Regions from separate parts of the Mus musculus genome. Here regions 1, 2, 4, 5, 6 and 7 are each linked to region 3. The links are chromatin contacts, called in public HiCAR-type and promoter capture Hi-C maps. All regions are on one chromosome and are shown on one strand. The core of a region is the stretch at or near the end of the contact, and the rest is flanking DNA. Distances in the headings are between cores, read along the strand shown. Region 1 holds the start of Rskr (ribosomal protein S6 kinase related). Region 2 holds the start of Sdf2 (stromal cell derived factor 2). Region 3 holds the start of Inpp5k (inositol polyphosphate 5-phosphatase K). Region 4 holds the start of Slc46a1 (solute carrier family 46, member 1). Region 5 holds the start of Rpl23a (ribosomal protein L23A). Region 6 holds the start of Unc119 (unc-119 lipid binding chaperone). Region 7 holds the start of Zzef1 (zinc finger, ZZ-type with EF hand domain 1).

Region 1 (2,700 bases), core at 4-2,503, 2.7 Mb before region 3:
TGGAAAAAGGTACTTTCTCCAACAAATTCAGGTCTCCAGCCATGCTTTCAGAACTCTGCATACCTGGATGCTAACCTCTTCTTTGCACTGCCTCAGCGTATCCCGCTGTAGAACTTTTACTTTGGGCACCACCTATAAGTGTAGAGGCATGGTAACTCATGAAAATCATGCTATTTTAACTTGTTCCCCCTAATCTCTGGAACTAAAGATTGTAAACAGGATCTACTGAGTAAGCTACATCGCTTGACTTCCTACCTTCACTGCAAATACAGCTTTCTGGGCACAATCTAGCACTTTCAGGACAGTTCCAAACGAACCTTTAGCCACAAGGCCTAAAATCTGAACAAAGAAGAGGGAAACTGAGACTGGTTGTTTGTAGATTCCTCCCTAAAACAGACACTTCCCAGGGGCTATGGTGACCTACCTTCAGCTCCTGCTGCTCCCTAACAGGCCTCACGGGAAACTCTGGTAGAAAGAGGCTGATGAACTGAGGCACTGGCCACTCAGACTGAGGCTTCTCTAGTAGCAGTGGGGCTGGCTGGAGCAGCTCCTGATGTAGGCACTGATGCCTCTGTAGTCCCCATAGTTCTTCCAGACCTGACCTGATGGTCCCCATACCACACCAGAGGCTCTTCCAGCCTTGGACCCAGTGACCCTGGATGTTGTCACCCTGCTGAGAAGGGAGCCATTCTAAGCCTGCTCATGAAGCACTGCAGGTTCTGCCCATCTTAACAGGCACCCCTTCCTCTAGTCTTAACCAATGCTGTGGTGACCCCCAACCATAAAACTGTTACTTCATAACTGCAGTATAAGTACCTGATATGCAGGATATCTAATGTAACCCGTGTGAAAGGAGTCACAACACACATGCTGACAACCACTTATCTAGAGGGAAGGAAAATTCCCAGGCTTTGTGATGTGACCTAAATTTCCTTGACTTAATTCAAAATCTCCATGACAATAACAGGTTTATGTTTTCACAACAAAACAGGAATACAACCTGTGCATAAGTGAGTTCTATAGCCTTTATGCCCACCCCAACAATGGATATCAGTGACAGTCTCCTAACTGGGCACTTTCTAGCCTCAGGCCCCTACATCTTTCATTTCCCTCCCATAGGCAGCCAGAGCCTATACCAGAGCCCCATACCCTACCTTCTGAGGAGCAGACACCCGGGTGTGTTGTCCCTGCCGACAGCTTACTGCTCCCATTTCCAGCCTCTGCCTCTTTTCGCGCTGCTAAATCTGTTGTCCAAGTTACATAAGCAATTCCTCCCTCTGATGCTGCATTACCCATGAGCCCCACCTCTTCCAGTGTACACAGACCCATCAGCTTTAGGTCAGCATCATACCCAAACTGGGAAGTATATGTGATTGTGGTAAGACTTCAAGGCAGAGGAGAAAGACAAGACCAGTCATTACTGGGGCAGTTAAAAAATGTGTTGGGTTAGTGAGGAGGGAAGGACACAGACAACTTGAACGCTTTTACTCAATACAATTAAAAAAGGCCAACATCAAATTTAAAATATTTTTTCTTTAAATCTCTTTTTTCTCCATTCTCCTGGGCATACCCCAGGGAGGAAAGTAAGGTACCCATGGCCAGCCCTGGCTCCTAATGCCATCCTCCCAAGTGAGCACAGACTGGGAAGTTTATCCCCCAAACCCAACACCTCTTAGACAACAAGGCAGTGGAGTGAGGCACAGAGGATCAGACTCCTTCCCTTAGCTTATTGGCACAAAGGGAGAGCAATTACATTTAGAAATATATATATATGTTTTATATATATATATCTTTATAAAAATTTATCATACTTGATCAAAACTATCCCCCAACCCTTTCTGTTGCCCCGAAAGAGCAGGATACTAGGCTTGGACACAATCCCTGGGTCTTCTGGTTTTCTTGCCCCTGTGGCCCTGGGTCTAATCCCATGAGAGGGAACCCAGCGCTTTGTCCACCATGCCCTGCAGGGACAGGCCAGCTGTTGAACAATGTCTCTCAGTTCCCATATGCCCCACAAATCCTGCAGGATGAAGGGAAGCTCTGCCCACCCTCAAGTCCCTGGATCCTGAGCCAGAGTCAATTCTATACTGTAGTCACTTGGGTCTCCACATCACTTGCGCCTGCCGAAGATGGACTTCTTGCCAGGGTTCTTGTCGCCCACACTTAAACCAATGAGGAGCCGAGCTTTCTCTTCTTCCTGCTGTTGCATGTTCAGGTCACACTTTGTTTCTAGCTTTCCCCGGACCTCAGACCCCGTTGCAGGTTTCAGCCTTAGTTTTTCTTTGATTACCTGGCAGTGGAAAGGAATAAAAGGAAAGGAAAAATTAGTGAAACGGGGTGTACAATTTAAAGTGAACCAATTCAAAGATTTATTAAGCTTATATGTAAACACAAAAGGGCACTTCAAAGTATATAGATAATAGTCTGCTTGTAAGAAGCTTACAATCTAATCAGAACCATCATAAAGCTGATGTTGTAGAAGCCCTTAATTCCCTCAAAATTAATGAGTCACTAGCATACCAGGGCAAAGGCATGGACAAACAAGGACAGATCAGTCATTATCTGCCCCTTTCCTGGCCATCTCTTAATACAGCACAGAAGAGAAGGCTCTTAAAAAGGCAATGTGCTTGCCAGTCCCTGCTAACGAAACAGCCATGAGCCCTGGCGAGATACCTGGGCAACCAGAGCTTTTCGGCTGTC
Region 2 (2,700 bases), core at 73-2,572, 2.6 Mb before region 3:
AAGTACACCTCCTGTCGAACTTCATGACTTTATTTCCTCCAGTGTGGGGGCAGAAGCTTTCCGTATGCTCGGCAAATACTCTAACACTGAAGTAATTACCAGCCTTTGAACTTCTGTTGTTTTGAGACAGCCCCCACTATATAGGCTAGGCTGATCTTGAAGTTACAATCCTGCTTCAACCTTTTGAGTGCTACAATTACAGACCTAGGCCACCACGCCTGCCCATTAGTCTTGTTTTATTGTTTGATTCACTACTGTATTTCCTGTATCTAGAACAATACGAGACACACTAAAAGTGCTCTTTAAATCTAGGCCAAATGAATGAGCCCACGAATAAGTGAGTATTTTAATTGCACATGATAAAAAACAGACTTTCCTCTGCAATGTCTGTCAATGCTTAAATTCTTTACAAGAAAGTTATTGCTAAGTTAGAGTGTCAAAAAATATGAGCTAAAAATAGGTGACATTTAAAATCTGAGATTCAGCTTATGTTGTCTTGCTCTAAATGCTCCTCTCTCCAGCACAAAATAGTGGCAGCCCATGGAATCTGAAAGATTTTGAACCTGCACAGATTTGGATTAAACCCTGTCTCCATCATTCACTAGCTGGCTTTGAGCAATATCTCTAGGTCTATTTACTCACCTAAGAAAATAACTTTAGTATCTGTCCTCAATACAATGTTAAAAACCGGAAAGTATATATGTAACACGTTTGGCCCACAGCTCATCAAACAGAAACTAACATTAGGACTAAGTTTCCTTGGCAACTCGTCGTCCTCTTCAAGAAATAGGGCACGGCTAACTTTCCCAGACCACGCCCTCAGACTCCGAGGCCCCGCCCCTTCTAGGCTCACCCGGCCTAGGCAGCCCACCCAGAGCGGTGAGTCCCCCTCTGTACCTGACCCATAGCGCACGTCGTGAGAATGCAGTCGGACATTGTGGCGTGTATTGAGTAGCTTCACCACGGAGCCGCAAGTAACGACAGCCATGTTGGACGCTCCCACAGCGCTCCACAAACCACCCAACAACAGAAGCGACAAGACAGCCATCCTAGATCCGAGAGAACTAATCATCCAAGAAAATTAGGCCCGTCCCCGGAACCGGAAGCCGAGGGTAGAACTACGCCAAGATGGAAGAGAAGACTCCTTAACCTGAATCTTTATGGTTCCTTTGGCGAGAGCGGCTTAAAGAACACGCTGGCCCGGGAGGCCTTCGGGACCTCACTTTGTACTGGGTGCTCTGTGGCGGCTGCGTTCCTTAGGCGTTCGCGGACTCGGAACCAAAGCCCTAGACGCCGGAGGGGAAAAGACAGCAGGAAATGACCCTCCCACTCCCAGTGACAGAGAGCCGGAGGTGACGTACTACGTTAACGCAGCAGCGGCGACGGTGGTGGTGGTGGTGGCGGCGGCTGCGGAGGGCCCTTGCGGTGGGTCCGGACTATCCTTTTGCAGTCTCTGATCGGCGACTCCATTTTCTTCGGTGGGAGCTTAGCGTAGCGGAGAAGCAGCGGCCTTCAAGCAGGTAACGCTCAGCCTGGAGAGTGTGTTGCGTGTGTGGGTGCGCAGGTGGCGAGCCAGACTCCTGGGGCCTGGTCCCGTAAGGGAAGAAGCTTTGGGGTGCCCCACTGCGGGAAGGAAGGGGGCCCTGGCTTTCCCTGATCTGCCAGGGGGGAAAAGGACAGGAAAGTACCGTGATTGCTCAGAGTCTCCAGCCCTTTCTCCACGCGGTACCACCCGGAACCTGTGACCTGGGGTTACCTCTTGAATCAACAGGCTTTCTGGGATCCCATCTTCTCCGCGGCGTCTGGAATCTGGGCCACGCAAAAAATTGGGACTAGAAGAGAGACCTAAGGGTTTCTTTACTTGGCATCAGGTGATCGGATTAATTAGTCCGGCGTTTGGGTCCTGCTGAGCTTTCGAGAGTTCAGCCATGAGGCGGGTGTACTGTGCTGAATGTTAGCTCTTTACAAAATGTTGAGTAATTATACGGTTTTTTTTCCACATATGGGCAAGTCCCTTAATCCTTTCTAAAGATGCGAGTTTATACTTAAGTACCTGGAGCCTTCCATCTTGTATAATTCATTTCCTCGAACACTTGCCAAAGACCTATCATAAATATTAGAATTGGTTGTTAAATCAGAAATGTGTATTGTTTGACATCAGGTACTCGAGTATCTTAAGTAAAGCAGTTCCTCTGTATTACAGAAAGAATCGATTTCTGTTTTCCTTTAGGAGGCGGGTCTCCTGTAATAATTACATGAAAAGACACGGTAATACAAAGGTCATAGGGTAATTTGTTTTTCATCCCGCCCCACTCCATTCCCGCTGCTCCCCTTCTTCAGAATCCTCCATTACTTATTACTTTCATTAATTTGTGTGTGTGTGTGTGTGTGTGTGTGTATGCCTCAATTAGTTAATTTATGGTGGTTTACAAGTACATGGGTGAAGAAGTATTCAGAGAAGCCTGGGCTACAACCCTAAAGAAAATGTTCCCCTCCCCCAGCAACCATGAATTACTATCGATCCTTAGGGTTGGTGGGATCTCATGATGAGCCCCTCCCCCCTAGCAACCGTTAACTGCCCATAAACCTGTAGGAAGGGAGGAGCCTGGTCCCCCTCCCCAGCATTGAAGTATGCTACAATGTGTGGAAGTCGTTGAATTTAATTAATTTTGGGGAGAAAAAGTTTAGTTCTATTGTTGA
Region 3 (2,700 bases), core at 115-2,614:
GCAGATCCTTGGCACACAACAAATCCTGCCAAGGCCTTCACGTAGCCTAGGGACAAGTTTCTGAGTAACAGGTTTCTTATTATCTGTCTCACGAGTCTACTCTCTCTTGGGACAAGTCGCCAGTTGGTACATAACATTCCAACCTCCGCTCTCCACAAGTCTCAGTATCAGGAGAAATAATCAACAGCTCTTAAATACCACCACATCCATCACAAGTTCAGAAAAGCGAAGACTTAGGGAGACCTTCAGTGAGGGTGTTGCTATAGCAACACTCCAAGAAGCCCAGACTGTCTCCAGGACAGAGCAAGCAGGAGCTCAGACTCTACAGATGAAACCTGAGTTCCAAGAATACCGAGGCACTGAAGCACAAGATCCCGCAGAGCCACCCAAAAAGGGGAGGGGGGCATTTCCTTCTCCACCAGAGCCTGTTCTTAAAGTGTGACTTGTAAACAAAACAAAACAAAAAAATTCCTGGTTAGCTTCAAGCAGCTCCCTGCCTCTCCCTATGAATATAAACAAAATAATACAAAAACCTTCCTCTCAAGTCCTCTGAGAGACTGTCATTTTGTCTGTTTACAGTCTCCCCCTGCTGTCCGGCAGGTAACCGGTTTCTTTACTCAGTGGCTCCTTGTATTCCCACTCTAAGTGGATAAAAAATAAAACTCGGGATTTGGCATCCCAATCCTCAACTTTGATGATTAGTAACAAATCCATGCACCGCGAATTACGCTCAATTGGACGATTAGCAGTGTTCCTCGTGATTTAAGAGCGGGCATGAGACCAGGCTTTACCTCGCTAAAGGATCTTATCTAAATCTGATTTCGGATTTCTAGAGATCACAGCCCGATCAAGAAGACCCCATGATGTACTGCTGAAAAACAGGAACAAAACTTCTAATCTACAACTGTAGGGGCAAATGTTGGTCCTTAGCAATCTAACCCTGTCTGCTCCAAGAATCAACTGGACACTTGCTTGGGGAGCATCTGCAGTGACCAACTCGGCAGCCAAAGTTTAGAGCGTGCATCAATCCTAACATAGCCCTTTCAGTACTGGCCTGACAGAATTCGGGTATCTAAACTAGGGCAGCCTTGATCCTACTGTGGTTTTGAAATCCAGCCCCACAAATCAGACTGGGCTGAAGACAGCTAACCGCCAGGAACCGACCGGCCTACACCTGCGTCCTCACCTGAGTGCAAAGCCTTTCGGTGCGCTCGGCCTCCTTAGACTCACAGCCGACATTATTCCCTCGCGGTAACCCGGTGTGTTCCTGTCTCCGTGCTGCATCTAGTGCGAGCCGGAGCAGCCCTTGGTCTCCGGTCTCAGCAGCACTGCTCCCTCCGGATTGTTTTTCTTCCGGATTCGGACTGCGCTTCGGCTTCCGTAGGAGGTGGATCCAGAGTGTCTAGGGTTTTGGGGTGCGGTTGGAGGACAGAGGCGGGGCTTTACAGCAGAGCGAACCGCCCAGAGGCGGAGCTGAGCCAGGCTCAGAGAGGCGGGCTCTACATGTCATCCACTCCCGACGCCATACCGCCGGCCCGGACGCGGGAGTGGGCGGTGGCGGGGCCACCTAGGCTCCGCATTCCCAGCCTGCTTTGCGCAAGGGCGCGGGCGTGAGGAGCGTTGAGGGCGGAAGTTGCTGCGGCTCGAGGACTCGGGCTGCTTCGTGATCGTCCCGCAGCGTACGGTCTTCGCTGTCGCCTGCCCACCCTCAGAAACCGGGAGTGGACAGGATGGGGAGCCTCACTGTAGTCTGTTCGGCCTCTCTCGCCCACACTATAAGTAATTTCTCATGTTCCTTGGCGCCCTCATAGGGGTCAGAGAACACTTCCATTCATTTAAGTGACTTGGTGATCGTCATTTAAAAAAATTTTTTTTTCCATCTGAGACAGTCTTGCTAGTAAGTACTGGGGCTTGTTATACAGACCAAGTTGATTTTCCGACCTCAGCTGAGATTACACCACCACGCCCAACTTGAAACTAGTTTTGCTGAATACAAAGCAAAATAATTTAGGATCCCCGAGAGCTATCAGTGAATGAAAAACAAGCCGTTGCTATTTGGTGTATATTCATGGTGACTGTTTACTTTGCCAGACACTTCGATTTATTATTTCCTTTAGATCTCTGGGTCTTAATTTTTGAGGGGTAGGGGGGATAGTGCATGGGGTTGTTTTTACAGTTATGACTTCCCCCAGGGAAATGGGAGTGTTGTTTTAGCACACTGTAGTACCAGCTACCCAGTGATGCCTCAAGAACCCACAAAAGCTCCACTACCTGAAATACATGTTCTGGAACCCGGTGTAGTGATGTTATTTCCAAAACTCACCGAGATTGGTTACTCCAAGTTTGAGTCCAGTTTGGGCTACCTTAAAGTTTCAGGGCATTCGAACTGTGCTGTGATTCATTCTCAAAATGGAAGGGAAGGGGACAACTTCTACCAAGTCTAACTAACCACCTGAGCTTTACCCCTGGATGGAAGACAAGAATCACAGTTGTAGCCATAAACACAGTAATAAAGCTGAAAGTACTGGAGAGGGCTCACAAGTTAAGAGCACTTACAGACCACTGAAGTTGGGTTTGATTCCCTTCACCCACACGGTGGCCCATAATCATTCTAATTCCAGTTGCCCTTTCCCCTCTCTGGGTACTAAGCATGCCAGTGGTGCACATTAACCTCGTCCACTTGCAGTGAAATTAACAAAC
Region 4 (2,700 bases), core at 76-2,575, 2.8 Mb before region 3:
GGAGTCCCAGCAGAGGGGTGCGCTCAGCTCATAGAGTGTCAGGATATCTTGAGCCCCAAAATGCACAGTAACCACCACGAATATGGCCAAAGAGTACAGGGCTAGATGCATCCTGGACTTTTCTGGGGCTGGAACCACATATAGCCGGGCAATGGATCGATGATGGCGGAGCGTGAAAAGCCTGGTGGACTTTGGCTCCTTCACCGTCTCACCAAAACAAAATGCTGCGTATAGAGCCATGACAATCAGCAGGGCCAAAGCCAGCCAGAAGGGGTTGGCATAACCCTGGGCCCGGAGCCAGTGACCCCCGAGAAGGCTTGCCAGGGTCCCGGCCACACCAATGCATGCTTCCAGCAGAGCCATCCGGAAGGTGCGACTGTGGTTAGAGCTAACATCTGCCACAGAGGCAAAGCTAGCAGCAAGGAGGCCGTTGAAGTCTCCCAGAAGGGCACAAAGAGCTCGGCCAAGCACGAAGAACCCGACGTGCAGTTCTAGCTGCACCACAAAGATGGACACCACGGCCTGGAGCAGCAGACCAAGAGAGGCCAGCACCAGCAATGGGCGGCGACCCACGCGGTCACTCCAGGCTCCCAGCAGGGTGGACCAGAAGAGTCCCACCAGGAAGCCTCCCACGTTCATGTAGAGGGTCCAGTGAGATGTCAGGGTCTCCACTTCCTGTAAAGACACAATCACTAGTGCGCAGGACCTCACTTTGGTTAGCTACCATCACCATCCTGGGAGCTATAGCCTTGCTTTAGAGCCCTAAGCCTCTTGGAATGTTCCTTCAACTTGTAAAAACAGGCCCTGGAGAAGCATTCCCTCCGTCGCTACACTAGATAACTTTCCAAGCCAGGCTTTCTCTAGGTACACCTCCAGCACAAGGCAGCCAGCCAGGGCAGGCCCCCTTTGGTCTGACCCGCCCACCACGCCACGTGTGTCCCGTCCCCTCGGGGACCCCGTCTTCCACAGGCCCCGCCCCGTGCCGCGCTCCGTATTCACAGCTGCTCTGGTCCCTGCTACCTTCATGAGGGGATCCGCGCTTTGGTTCCCACAGTTCTCCCGGTGGCGGGTGCCATTGTAGCCGAGCTCCGTGCTGAACCGGTGCCAAAGGTACTGTGTGGTGAGCGGTCCCTGCAGAACCAGGGCAAAGTTGGCCAGGAAGACTAGGGGCTCCACGGGGCCGCGGAAAAGCACGGGAGCGTTGAGGAAACTGTGGGGCGAGCCCACGGAGCTCACGCGCCCCTCCATGCGCAAACACGGAGGGGCTAGCACCTCGGAACCAGCTGCGGGAGGCCTGGACCAGTCTGTGCTGTCTGCGCCTGCGCCGGCTTCGGGTGCTTCTGTTAAAAGTCTAGAGGGGCGGAGCGTGAGACAGTCTCAAAAGCTTTGGTCCGCTGAACTCTGGGCTGGGTGTCGTCCAAACAATCCCTGTGGTGTGTCCTCACTTCAGGCAACGCAAAGATACTACCGTGCTGCAGCCCTCCTTCCTGGGCGTCGGAACACTCAAAAGAATAATCACTATATCAATAACTAACATTTATTGACAACGTAACTTTGTTCTGGGGCCAGGAATTCTGAATATATTATCTCGTGGCAACCTTATAGATTAGTCACTTAATGATCCGAATCCAGAGATGTGGAAGTAAGGTCGAAAGGCACGCAGGATTAGCGCACAAGACTGGATATGCCAGCTGCGTGGCATCTGCCTCTCGGCACATGTGCATCTGTGTAAGAACAGCCAGAGCCTGGTGGGCCACACTGGAGTACTTGTGCTCTGCCACTGATCCGTTGACCTTGCCTTCACTTGGAAGAAAATCTTAGTGAAGGCAGGACCTAGTGGCATGTGCTTTTAATCCCAGCACACCAGAGGTGAGGCCAGTTTGGTCTAAGCAATACTAGGCTAACCAAGGCTTGATGTTCTGTCCAAAACAAACAAACAAACAAACAAACCAAGAAAGAAAGAATGCCGAGCATGGTGATGCATGCCTTTAATCCCAGCAATTGGAAGGCAGAAGCAGGCAGATTTCTGAGTTCGAGGCCAGCCTGGTTTACAAAGTGAGTTCCAGGACAGTCAGGGCTACACAGAGAAACCCTGTCTCGAAGAAACCAAAAGAAAAAAGAAAAGAGAGAGAGAGAGAGAGAGAGAGAGAGAGAGAGAGGAAGTATTGGAAAATGACAATGAGATTTGGTACACTGAAAGTATTATTTTATATACATACTTTCAGACCAGGCTAACCTCAGACTCATAGAGATTCCCCTGCCTCAGGCTTCTGGATGCTGTTGCTATTAGACCTAATCGCTGTTGGCTATCATTAATGACTAATAGGTTGTCCCTTGCCCCTGTTCCTGTCCTAGGAGCCTTTCCTGGAGCTAGTGTCACATCAAGGACTGGGATCTGATTCTGCAGTTCTCTTAGAGGGTGGAGTAGAGACAAGAGGAGCCTGAGACTGGAGGCCCCTGGGTGTGGGCCTGTGCTCTTCAGTGCCCCTGTTGTAGGAACTGAGCTGGAGAACAGACATCTGCACTGTTGCTGAGCAGCTCAGACTTCCTGTCTGTCTGTCTGTCTGTCTGTCTGTCTGGGCTTCTGTTTTATTGCCTGTGAAAAAGGAGTGCCCTTACTTGGTGCCGTGGAGATCTGAACACAACACTGAAGCAAACAGATGAAGCCCCCCACCAGGCACCACAGCTTCTAGATTGGTG
Region 5 (2,700 bases), core at 48-2,547, 2.6 Mb before region 3:
CCTTAAACTGTATTCTTCCCAGTTGGTACTGTTATAGGCTTCTGACACTGCAAACTTCTTCCCTAAGACTAGAAATTGCTCACGAACTGAAATTTTAAGGACCTTAACACAGCTACCAGATGCTATAACCACCCACTGTTTTAGACCTAGGGGAATAAACATTTTTCTTTTAAAAACTACAACTCAAGCCGGACGTGGTGGCGCACGCCTTTAATCCCAGCACTCGGGAGGCAGAGGCAGGCGGATTTCTGAGTTCGAGGCCAGCCTGGTCTACAAAATGAGCTCCAGGACAGTCAGAGCTATAAAGGGAAACCCTGTCTCAAAAAACAAACAAAAAACAAACAAACAAACCAACAAAAAAAACCTACAACTCAGGCCACGTAGTGTTGGCACAGGCCTTTTAATCCAAGCACTCAGCAGTCAGAAGTATGTAGATCTTGGTGAGTTCAAAGCCAGCCTCCTCTACAGAGTGAGTTCCAGGACAGCCAGAACTAGAGAAAGAGAAACCCTCTCTCGAAAAGAACAACTCAAAACGAAACAAAACAGAACAGAACAAAACCAAACCAAAACCTAGGGACCCTAGGGTAAGAACACTGGCTGATCTTCTGAAGGTCATTAGTTTAAATCCCAGCAATCACATGATAGCTCACCGGTAATGAGACCTGGCACCTTCTTCTGGAACAAATGAAGACAGCTACAGTGTACTTAAGTATAATAATAAATAAAATAAATCTTTGGACCAGAGAGCAAACGGGGCCGACTGGAGTGAGCAGAGTTCCCAAAAATTCAATTCATGCTGGGCAGTGGTGGCGCACGCCTTTAACCCCAGCACTCCGCAGGCAGAGGCAGAGGCAGGCAGATTTGAGTTTGAGGTCAGCCTGGTTTACAGAGTGAGTTCCAAGACAGCCAATCTACACAGAAAAACCTTGTCTCGAAAAACAAGAAAACAAACAACAAAAAAATTAATTCCTGACAATCACATGAAGACTCAACCATCTGTACAGCTACAGTGTACTCATATACATAAAGTAAATAAATCTTTAGAAAAAAACAAAAACAAAAAGCCAAAACCTACAATTCCCCCAGAGAAACCCTGTGTCGGAAAACCAAACTAAACCAAACCAAAAAACGCCACATTTCCCAAGAAGCCCTTTCAAAGGGAAAGGTGGCGCATGCTTGGTCTCCCACTCTAGGGAATTAAATGGAACTACAATTCCCAAGAAGCCTCATATTACAGTTCATCCAATCAGTGCTATATATAAGCTATCGCGAGACTTTTATGAGCCTCCATTCTATAAGCTCATGGGAATTGGGCTGGGCCATCCTTTTCAGCCAAGATGGCGCCGAAAGCGAAGAAGGAAGGTATGTTGCGGTATGGGAATCTGTCAGGTCGGTCTTGGATACCCGCAGAGCGAACTCGCGGGGAAGAAGAATGCCCGGCTAAGCCATGGGGGGCTTGTTCTGTGGCTACTGTCGCGACTAGGCCCCGCTGCGGGGTATGAGGACCGCGTGGGCCAAGCCGCATGGGCTGGTTCCAGTGCAGGGGATTGGCAAAGCCACCGGGCCGGCAGCGGCCGCCACTGATGGCCAAGCATTTGACTTTGGGAAGCTCCTTAACATCCACAGGGTGGCGCTCCGGGTCTCCAGACCTATAAGGGATTAAAAGTAGTCCTTATTCGCCCTTTCCCCACGTTAAATGGGGTTATACGCACCCACGTGATGGTACAACGGGTTAATTATCTTTGCCTGTGGTATCGTGCATATGATGGAAAAAATCTGAAGTCTCCTGAGACCTGTGATGTCTTCAAAGGAACCACTGATGCACATGCTGGCAGGACGGCCGGAAGGGGTCACTTTACGAATGCCACACTTAATTTTAATTGTCCTCTCCCAGCTCCTGCCCCTCCCAAAGCCGAAGCCAAAGCGAAGGCCTTGAAAGCTAAGAAGGCGGTGCTGAAAGGCGTCCACAGCCACAAAAAGAAGAAGATCCGAACGTCACCCACCTTCCGGCGGCCCAAGACCCTGCGGCTCCGGAGGCAGCCAAAATATCCTCGGAAGAGTGCGCCCAGGAGAAACAAGTCAGTAGGGACCCTGGACCCAGTAGCATGTAGTAGGGCATTAGGAGTTCTTAACGTAGCTTCCCTTATAAAACACAATTGTTGAAGGAGCTGGTGCGGTGGAAGTGTGAGGTTATTTAGTCAGTGTTTGAAAGTTGACTTCAAAGAGATGTTGCTTATCTTGGTTCCAAGTGATAGGGGACTTGTTGGAACACAGGAGAGTGTTGATTAAGATGTCCAATTGGGGAGTGATGGCCTTCGAATAGTGTTATGAAACACACTTTTTTTTTTAAGATTTATTTGTTTTTTTATTTACATGAGTACACTGCAGCAGTCTTCAGATACACTCACTAGAAGGGGGCATCGGATCCCACTACAGACATTTGTGAGCCACCGTGTGGTTGCTGGGAATTGAACTCAGGACCTCTGGAAGAACAGTCAGTGTTCTCAACAGATGAGCCATCTCTCCAGCCTGAAAGACACTTAATTGATCAAATTCTGACGCTACTCAAAGGAAGTTTGAGAGAATGCTTACTGAAAAGTGTTTTGTCTATGGGGGAAGTACTCACCAGACACAATTCATTGCCTATTTGTACCTAGAATTTTTGAGTCATTACTTGGCAGTTGCATAAGTAAAAACTTG
Region 6 (2,700 bases), core at 52-2,551, 2.7 Mb before region 3:
TCAGCCAACCTTTTGCCAGAAGACTCTCTAGTCCTTGTGCACTGTCTGTAGCGGTGCCTGCCTTGGCCCTGAACGATCACTTATCTGCCTGCAGGCAGCCACTCTGAACAGTCCTATGTAGCTTCCAACACTGTTGATAAAGGAACCCTGTTGACAGCGTGCACAGCATGCCAAACATTGTCCAAAATCAGAAGACTGGCTTTATTTTTCACAATAACCTTGAGGGAGGTAACATTGTTCTTGTTCCCATTTTACAGATGGGAAAAAAAAAAAAAAAAAAAAAAAAAAGCAAACATGCTCCTGCAAATGAAATTACATCCCCAAGGTCACACAGCCAATTTCCGGGCAAACTCTGGGACTCTAATCCAGGTAGCACAGCTCAGAAACTCAGTTTCAGTGGAGACTAGCCTTCCCTTGATGAGAGAGCCCTGGAAAAAGAACAAGTCCTGACTTGGGGGGAGGGGGGTCACGCACTTGCTTCCATCACAGGGCCCACAGCCAACAGACGGAAGCACCCGTATCAGCAATGTTCCTGGGCAGAGTATGGCCTCAGCCTTCCTCGGGGAAGCAGAGTGAGGGCTATAACGGTCGGTCAGGGAGCCTGAAGGTTTTCCTTGCCTCCACCTAGCCTGATGTGGCCACTGAAGACAGCCTGCAATGAGGCACACTCCTCTGTGCGAGCACCCTCAAAGGGTTCCGAAGACTCCACTGGGGAAAGGGTTACAGATGCAGCTGCTGCCCCACCTCCACCATGGGAAAAGGGGTGGGCCCCTTGAAAAAGAAGGAGTGGGGTGAAAAGAAGCCACTTCAAGGAGAGGAGGGGGCGCATCAAGAGACCAAGGGAAAGAGCACAGAGATTTCAGGCTTGGAGGCAAAGAGAGAGAGAGTAAGGGGATACAGAGGAGGGGCACTGCGTGGGGGAGGGGTGGGGGCTGGACTCTGAGCCTCGTGGGCCCCCTCCCGCGCTCTCCCTCCAGCCCGCGGGTGGCGCTCCCTCGCCGGTGCTCACCACCCGTGATCCGCTGCAGCCCCAGCACATCCTCCGGCCCGATGGGCTGCTTGCCCTGCAGCGGCCCCAGCCTGGGCCCCGGGCCTGGCTCCGGCTCCGACTCGGACCCGGACTCAGCTTCCGCCCCAGGCTCCCGCGTGGGCTCCGCGCTCCGGTTCGAGGCCCCTGGAACGGGCTCCGCCCCCGACCCGGTCCCGCCGCCGCCTTTCTTCACCTTCATGGCCTCGCGGGGCCGCAGATCCTCGCCCGCTGCCACCGCCGCCGCTGCTTGCGCCGGCTGGAGCCAGGGGAAGGGGGAGCGTCCGCCGCCCCACCCCCGGCCGGGCCCCAGGTGCCGTCCCGCCTTGGTCACGCCCACGGGAGGCGGGTCACACATACCCCGCCCACCGCCTGGCGTCTCCAGCGGGGGAGCCAGAATCCTGGGGGTCCTTGTGAACTTTTTGACAATGTAGATTCTTTTTGACAATGTAGTTACCGAATACCTCTCCTCTTTCTCTCCTGGGTTCCAACCTCAAGGTCTTTCCCTGATACCTTTGTCCTGACTTCAGCCCAGGTCTCAACCCACCCAGTTCTAAAGTACTTCTTCTCAATTTCCAGCTAACCAGCCCTTTTTTTTTTGTAATACATTAAGTGAAATTCTTGCTTGTTCCCTGACCCTTCCTCCTCAAAGGTCAGCTCTATGAAAGCAGAGATGCTCTATACACTGTTCCTCGTAACACCCTAGCACTACCACACAGCTCCTTGCAGCCAGTACCCACCCAGTATTTTCCTTTGTTGAATTGAGTTGCTATCCCAGGGCTGTCACTGGCTCAAGCTACTCCCCACTAGAACTCCTGCTAAAAGCTGCTTCAGGCACCCTACAATCCGCAGGCACCCTACAACATGCAGGCAGCACAGCCCAGGTGTCGAGCCGTCCCCAGGATGCTCAGGACGGGAGGCAGGAAGAACACATGGTGAGCTAGAACAGGTCAGTCTGCTTCTCACACAAGAACGAGTTATGGTCATCCATATCAACTCATATTCAACCAACGTTTAATAACAGTCTAATGTATGTTTTTAAAGAGCCCAATATACAGAACACTTTTACAGGCTTATCACATTTAATCCAGCCCCTTTCTGAGGGTGACATCATCAGTGCTTTCCCACCAATGGAAACCTGAGGCTCAGGTGAGGAGCGAGGAGCGGCTTAGCTGATGCTCTCTAGTCTGTTAAGTGCAGAAGCCGGAGTCTGATTCAGGCCTGTTGGGTTCCAAGTCAGAAATGTTTTCTCCTGTTCCACACTACCTCTCTGAAAGGGTAGAGGGGAACCTTAGCCACAAGGTAGAAGATCCTAAGCCACTGCCTCCTAGACCAGGCTGTCCCCAGTGGGTGACGCCAGTCAAGAAGCTGAGGAAGGAGGGAGGTGGTCTCAGAAGTGGAGAGGACAGGGCTACAATTCAACTCAAGTACTCCCCTAAATTCACCTCTCAGTGCGTTTGTATGCTGTGCTGACAGGCTGCAAGGACAAAGTACCCCTGTCCAGAGGTAGGCACACAAAGGCTTTCAAGTTCGAGCCAGATATGGAGATCAGGAAGGGTACCTTCTGAGGCTTGTAGGCATGGAGGAGCAAGCCAGTGGACTAGGAGGGGAAGGGAGCCCATCGTGGAGTGCCATCCGTAGAGAGCCCACGGGCGAGAGTGAAGACATGTCAT
Region 7 (2,700 bases), core at 177-2,676, 2.8 Mb after region 3:
GCGACATTCTCGAAATATTTCAAGAGCCTCTGATTTAGAGGAAACAGAACTTTTAAATTATGTTACAAGTGACTGTGGGTTTCTTGCTTTACACACTAACCAATCAATGACTGACAATTTTACATGGCTTACTCATTAAAAACCTTTTGTCCTAACATTGTGGAATTAATAAGACTTCAGGGAGCAGGATAATAGGGACCTAAGGGAATGGGGTGGGAATCAAGAGGTTTGTGAGATACTCTCAACTTTGCTAGTGAAATGATTTATAGGCTAACTCTGGGTCAGTTTTTTCCAAACCATAAACCAAAATGTTCAGTAGAGATATGAGGAGAAATTTCATAAGTACAAGAAAACTAACGCTTCCCTATCAACTTTAGGTTTGATAAGGTTTCAAATGAGCCTGGAACAAGTTCTTCAATGATTTAAAATCCAGTGTATACTTGTTAAAAAAAAACAAACAAACAAAAAACAACCAACCAAACAAAACCTAGTATTTTATAGTCATGAACGGCTTGCAGAATGAGTCTTTTCAGTGTAATGTTACCCTCCTTCCACATTAGACTCAGATGGTTCTCTACAAGATTCCTGCACAGGCCAGTAAAACAGAATGGTTTTCATGGCCACTCCCTTGATCTTTGCACATCCTTTCTCGTAATTGTCTTACTCTGATAAGGTCCAGCAAGCAACTAAGCCTGTCAACTGCACAAATGTCTGCCTACCACATGCAGAGACTTTTTTTTGGCTTGCTCCTCTCTTCGGAACAAAGCTAATGTAGCCTGGACTTTCCACACCTCTAGTAAAGGCGAGAGACGTAGCAAAATTCCGTAGTGATGCACTCCGAAAGAGTTCGGACAACGCCATACTTCCATTCTAAGAACCCGAGGACCCTATGGCTTCCTGGCTGGCCTCCGCAAAGCAACCGCCCACCTCTTCAGGACCTTATTGGCGACCACCCTGCTCCCGCACCGCTGTCGCCAGCCAGCCAGCCAGCCAGCCCTGACCTCCTCGAACTGCTCGCCCGAACATCCAGCGCCGCGAGCCTCCAGCAACTCCCGGAACTGCTCCAGGGTGACGGACTCTTCACCGCGGCCCAGCCGCTCTTCCAGCCAGCGCAAGAGCGCGCCGTGGTGCCTCGACACCAGGGATTCGCAGGGAGGTGCGGGCCGCAACGCAGCCGCTGCCTCTCGCAGCCGAGCGGGTTCCAGGAGTGCAGCGGCGGAAGGCAGCACCGCGGCCGCAGGGCCGGGGCCGGGGGTCGTGCCAGAGTCGGCAGCCCAATCTTGATGTGGGCTCCAGCCCTCACCCCCTGCGGCCGCCGCTTCGTCTTCGCTGCTGTTACTCGGAGCGTTCCCCATGGGGTCTCCGTCTTGGGTGCTCGGAGGTGTCGCCGCCGCCGCCGCCTCCCAGCCACGACCTGTCAACCTCCGACAGCTCCTGGCGGGCGGGGACGGGGTGGAGACCACAGCGGCGGCAGTGACTTCCGGCTTCCTGGCTGTCGAGCGAGGCCTGATGTCGCAACGGAGCCGTCAAGCGGATTCCATTTGCTCACGACAGCTTAATGAAGCCCGGGAACCCACCCGTTAACGTATCCGTCTAGCCGCCTCTGCCGCCATCTTTGTTGAGGGCGGATAAACTGTAAGCCAGGACTTTTTGTTTGTTTGTTTGTTTGTTTGTTTTTTCTCTGTACTGTTCCCCTTTTCTGCTCCACGCTTCACGTTCAGAATCTAGGCTGGACAAGAAAAGAAGAAAGAGTCGGGGGCAAAAGAGTCAACTTTGCTGTGAAGTCTGTCAGTGTCGCGCTGCCGACGTCACGGCCGGCGTCTCTGCTGTCTTAGTGGTGGCTTAAGAGGTGGCTACCTCCGAAGCGTGTCTGGTGTGTTGCTGTATAGATGCTGAGGATATGCGGGCTTGGTGTGGTGCTGAGCCTGGCCGTGGCGGCGGTGGCTGTCATGGCCGTGTGGTTGATGGACTGGTGGGGTCCCCGCCCTGGTATTCGCCTCTTCCTTCCCGAGGAGCTAGCCCGCTATCGCGGCGGCCCAGGGGACCCGGGCCTGTACTTGGCACTGCTCGGCCGCGTCTACGACGTGTCCTCTGGCAGGAGGCACTACGAGCCTGGGGCGCACTATAGCGGCTTCGCAGGTATCGGCGAGGCTCTCACACCTTTTCCTCCTGCGTGGGCTCGTAGCCACGGCTTGCGTTCGTCCAGTAATTTATTCCTCCGCGCCTCGTCATCCCACATTCCTCAGACTGCTGCGGTGGGAAGGACACGGTCCTGGTTTGCAGCTTGGACGCAACTGTGCTAGTTATGTACCCTCCGACTCTGTCTGCTGCACTGTGTGACTGATTCGGAGAAAGATGTGTCTTGTTAGGTAGTGGTTACACTCAGAAGTCTACCTGGTCTCTAGAGCTACCGTGCTTTCAGGCTCTTTAGACTGACCCGAAATAACCTTTCCTCCGCCCGCCTCCGTTTCCCCTAATATAATATTTGAGTCTTTTTTAATTCTAGTAGATGCACTTGTCTGCTTTTCTTTAAAAAAAAAAAATGAGAATCAAGCGGGGAATGAAGTTAGAGCACAGGAAAGCAAGTATCTTTTGTAGTATTAAAATACCTACAATAAACCAGAAGTGGTGTTTTAACTGGAGTGGCTGAGACAGGAGGATCTCTTGAGCTACAAAGATCCATTGAGCCAGGAATTTGTG

What was found. Promoter capture Hi-C pulls out the DNA fragments that hold promoters and counts their contacts. HiCAR-type assays count read pairs that join an accessible place to other places.
Region 1: a contact with region 3 is called in a promoter capture Hi-C map of liver, with 5 times the contacts expected there. The contact joins the promoter of Rskr here to the promoter of Inpp5k in region 3.
Region 2: a contact with region 3 is called in a promoter capture Hi-C map of embryonic stem cells, with 3 times the contacts expected there. The contact joins the promoter of Sdf2 here to the promoter of Inpp5k in region 3. A contact is called at or near these places in 4 of 39 promoter capture datasets (the 3T3-L1 cell line, embryonic stem cells, hippocampal neurons and 1 more) and 1 of 9 other capture datasets (adipose tissue).
Region 4: a promoter capture Hi-C map of liver shows a contact between it and region 3, with 3 times the contacts expected there. The contact joins the promoter of Slc46a1 here to the promoter of Inpp5k in region 3. A contact is called at or near these places in 3 of 39 promoter capture datasets (the 3T3-L1 cell line and liver).
Region 5: a promoter capture Hi-C map of neutrophils shows a contact between it and region 3, with 5 times the contacts expected there. The contact joins the promoter of Rpl23a here to the promoter of Inpp5k in region 3. A contact is called at or near these places in 5 of 39 promoter capture datasets (the C10 cell line, liver, neutrophils and 1 more) and 2 of 9 other capture datasets (adipose tissue and liver).
Region 6: a promoter capture Hi-C map of liver shows a contact between it and region 3, with 4 times the contacts expected there. The contact joins the promoter of Unc119 here to the promoter of Inpp5k in region 3.
Region 7: a contact with region 3 is called in a HiCAR-type map of astrocytes, with 6 times the contacts expected there. The contact joins the promoter of Zzef1 here to the promoter of Inpp5k in region 3. A contact is called at or near these places in 1 of 39 promoter capture datasets (liver) and 1 of 115 datasets of contacts at active chromatin or transcription factors (astrocytes).

Annotation. Positions count from the first base shown.
Region 1 is chr11:78,289,394-78,292,093 of GRCm38.p6, reverse strand. It overlaps Rskr (ribosomal protein S6 kinase related), which reads right to left and starts at 1,253. Exons shown (of 12, transcript NM_001287206.1): 1 at 1,155-1,253; 2 at 425-670; 3 at 256-339; 4 at 64-132. The coding sequence starts at 1,211. 2610507B11Rik (RIKEN cDNA 2610507B11 gene) reads right to left here. Exons shown (of 39, transcript NM_001002004.2): 38 at 2,674-2,700; 39 at 1,469-2,290. The coding sequence ends at 2,111.
Region 2 is chr11:78,244,368-78,247,067 of GRCm38.p6, reverse strand. Sdf2 (stromal cell derived factor 2) reads right to left here and starts at 1,322. Exons shown (of 3, transcript NM_009143.3): 1 at 898-1,322. The coding sequence starts at 1,072. Supt6 (SPT6, histone chaperone and transcription elongation factor) reads left to right here and starts at 1,365. Exons shown (of 37, transcript NM_009297.2): 1 at 1,365-1,520.
Region 3 is chr11:75,629,684-75,632,383 of GRCm38.p6, reverse strand. Inpp5k (inositol polyphosphate 5-phosphatase K) reads right to left here and starts at 1,364. Exons shown (of 12, transcript NM_008916.2): 1 at 1,187-1,364. The coding sequence starts at 1,284.
Region 4 is chr11:78,464,326-78,467,025 of GRCm38.p6, reverse strand. Slc46a1 (solute carrier family 46, member 1) reads right to left here and starts at 1,325. Exons shown (of 5, transcript NM_026740.2): 1 at 1,021-1,325; 2 at 1-675. The coding sequence starts at 1,248.
Region 5 is chr11:78,182,181-78,184,880 of GRCm38.p6, reverse strand. It overlaps Rpl23a (ribosomal protein L23A), which reads left to right and starts at 1,297. Exons shown (of 5, transcript NM_207523.2): 1 at 1,297-1,362; 2 at 1,895-2,078. The coding sequence starts at 1,338. It overlaps Snord42b (small nucleolar RNA, C/D box 42B), which reads left to right and starts at 1,768; the gene lies at 1,768-1,822.
Region 6 is chr11:78,342,096-78,344,795 of GRCm38.p6, reverse strand. Unc119 (unc-119 lipid binding chaperone) reads right to left here and starts at 1,301. Exons shown (of 5, transcript NM_011676.3): 1 at 1,010-1,301. The coding sequence starts at 1,229. It overlaps Pigs (phosphatidylinositol glycan anchor biosynthesis, class S), which reads right to left. Exons shown (of 12, transcript NM_201406.1): 12 at 2,020-2,700.
Region 7 is chr11:72,794,952-72,797,651 of GRCm38.p6, reverse strand. Zzef1 (zinc finger, ZZ-type with EF hand domain 1) reads right to left here and starts at 1,426. Exons shown (of 55, transcript NM_001045536.2): 1 at 1,002-1,426. The coding sequence starts at 1,355. Cyb5d2 (cytochrome b5 domain containing 2) reads left to right here and starts at 1,813. Exons shown (of 4, transcript NM_001024926.3): 1 at 1,813-2,139. The coding sequence starts at 1,890.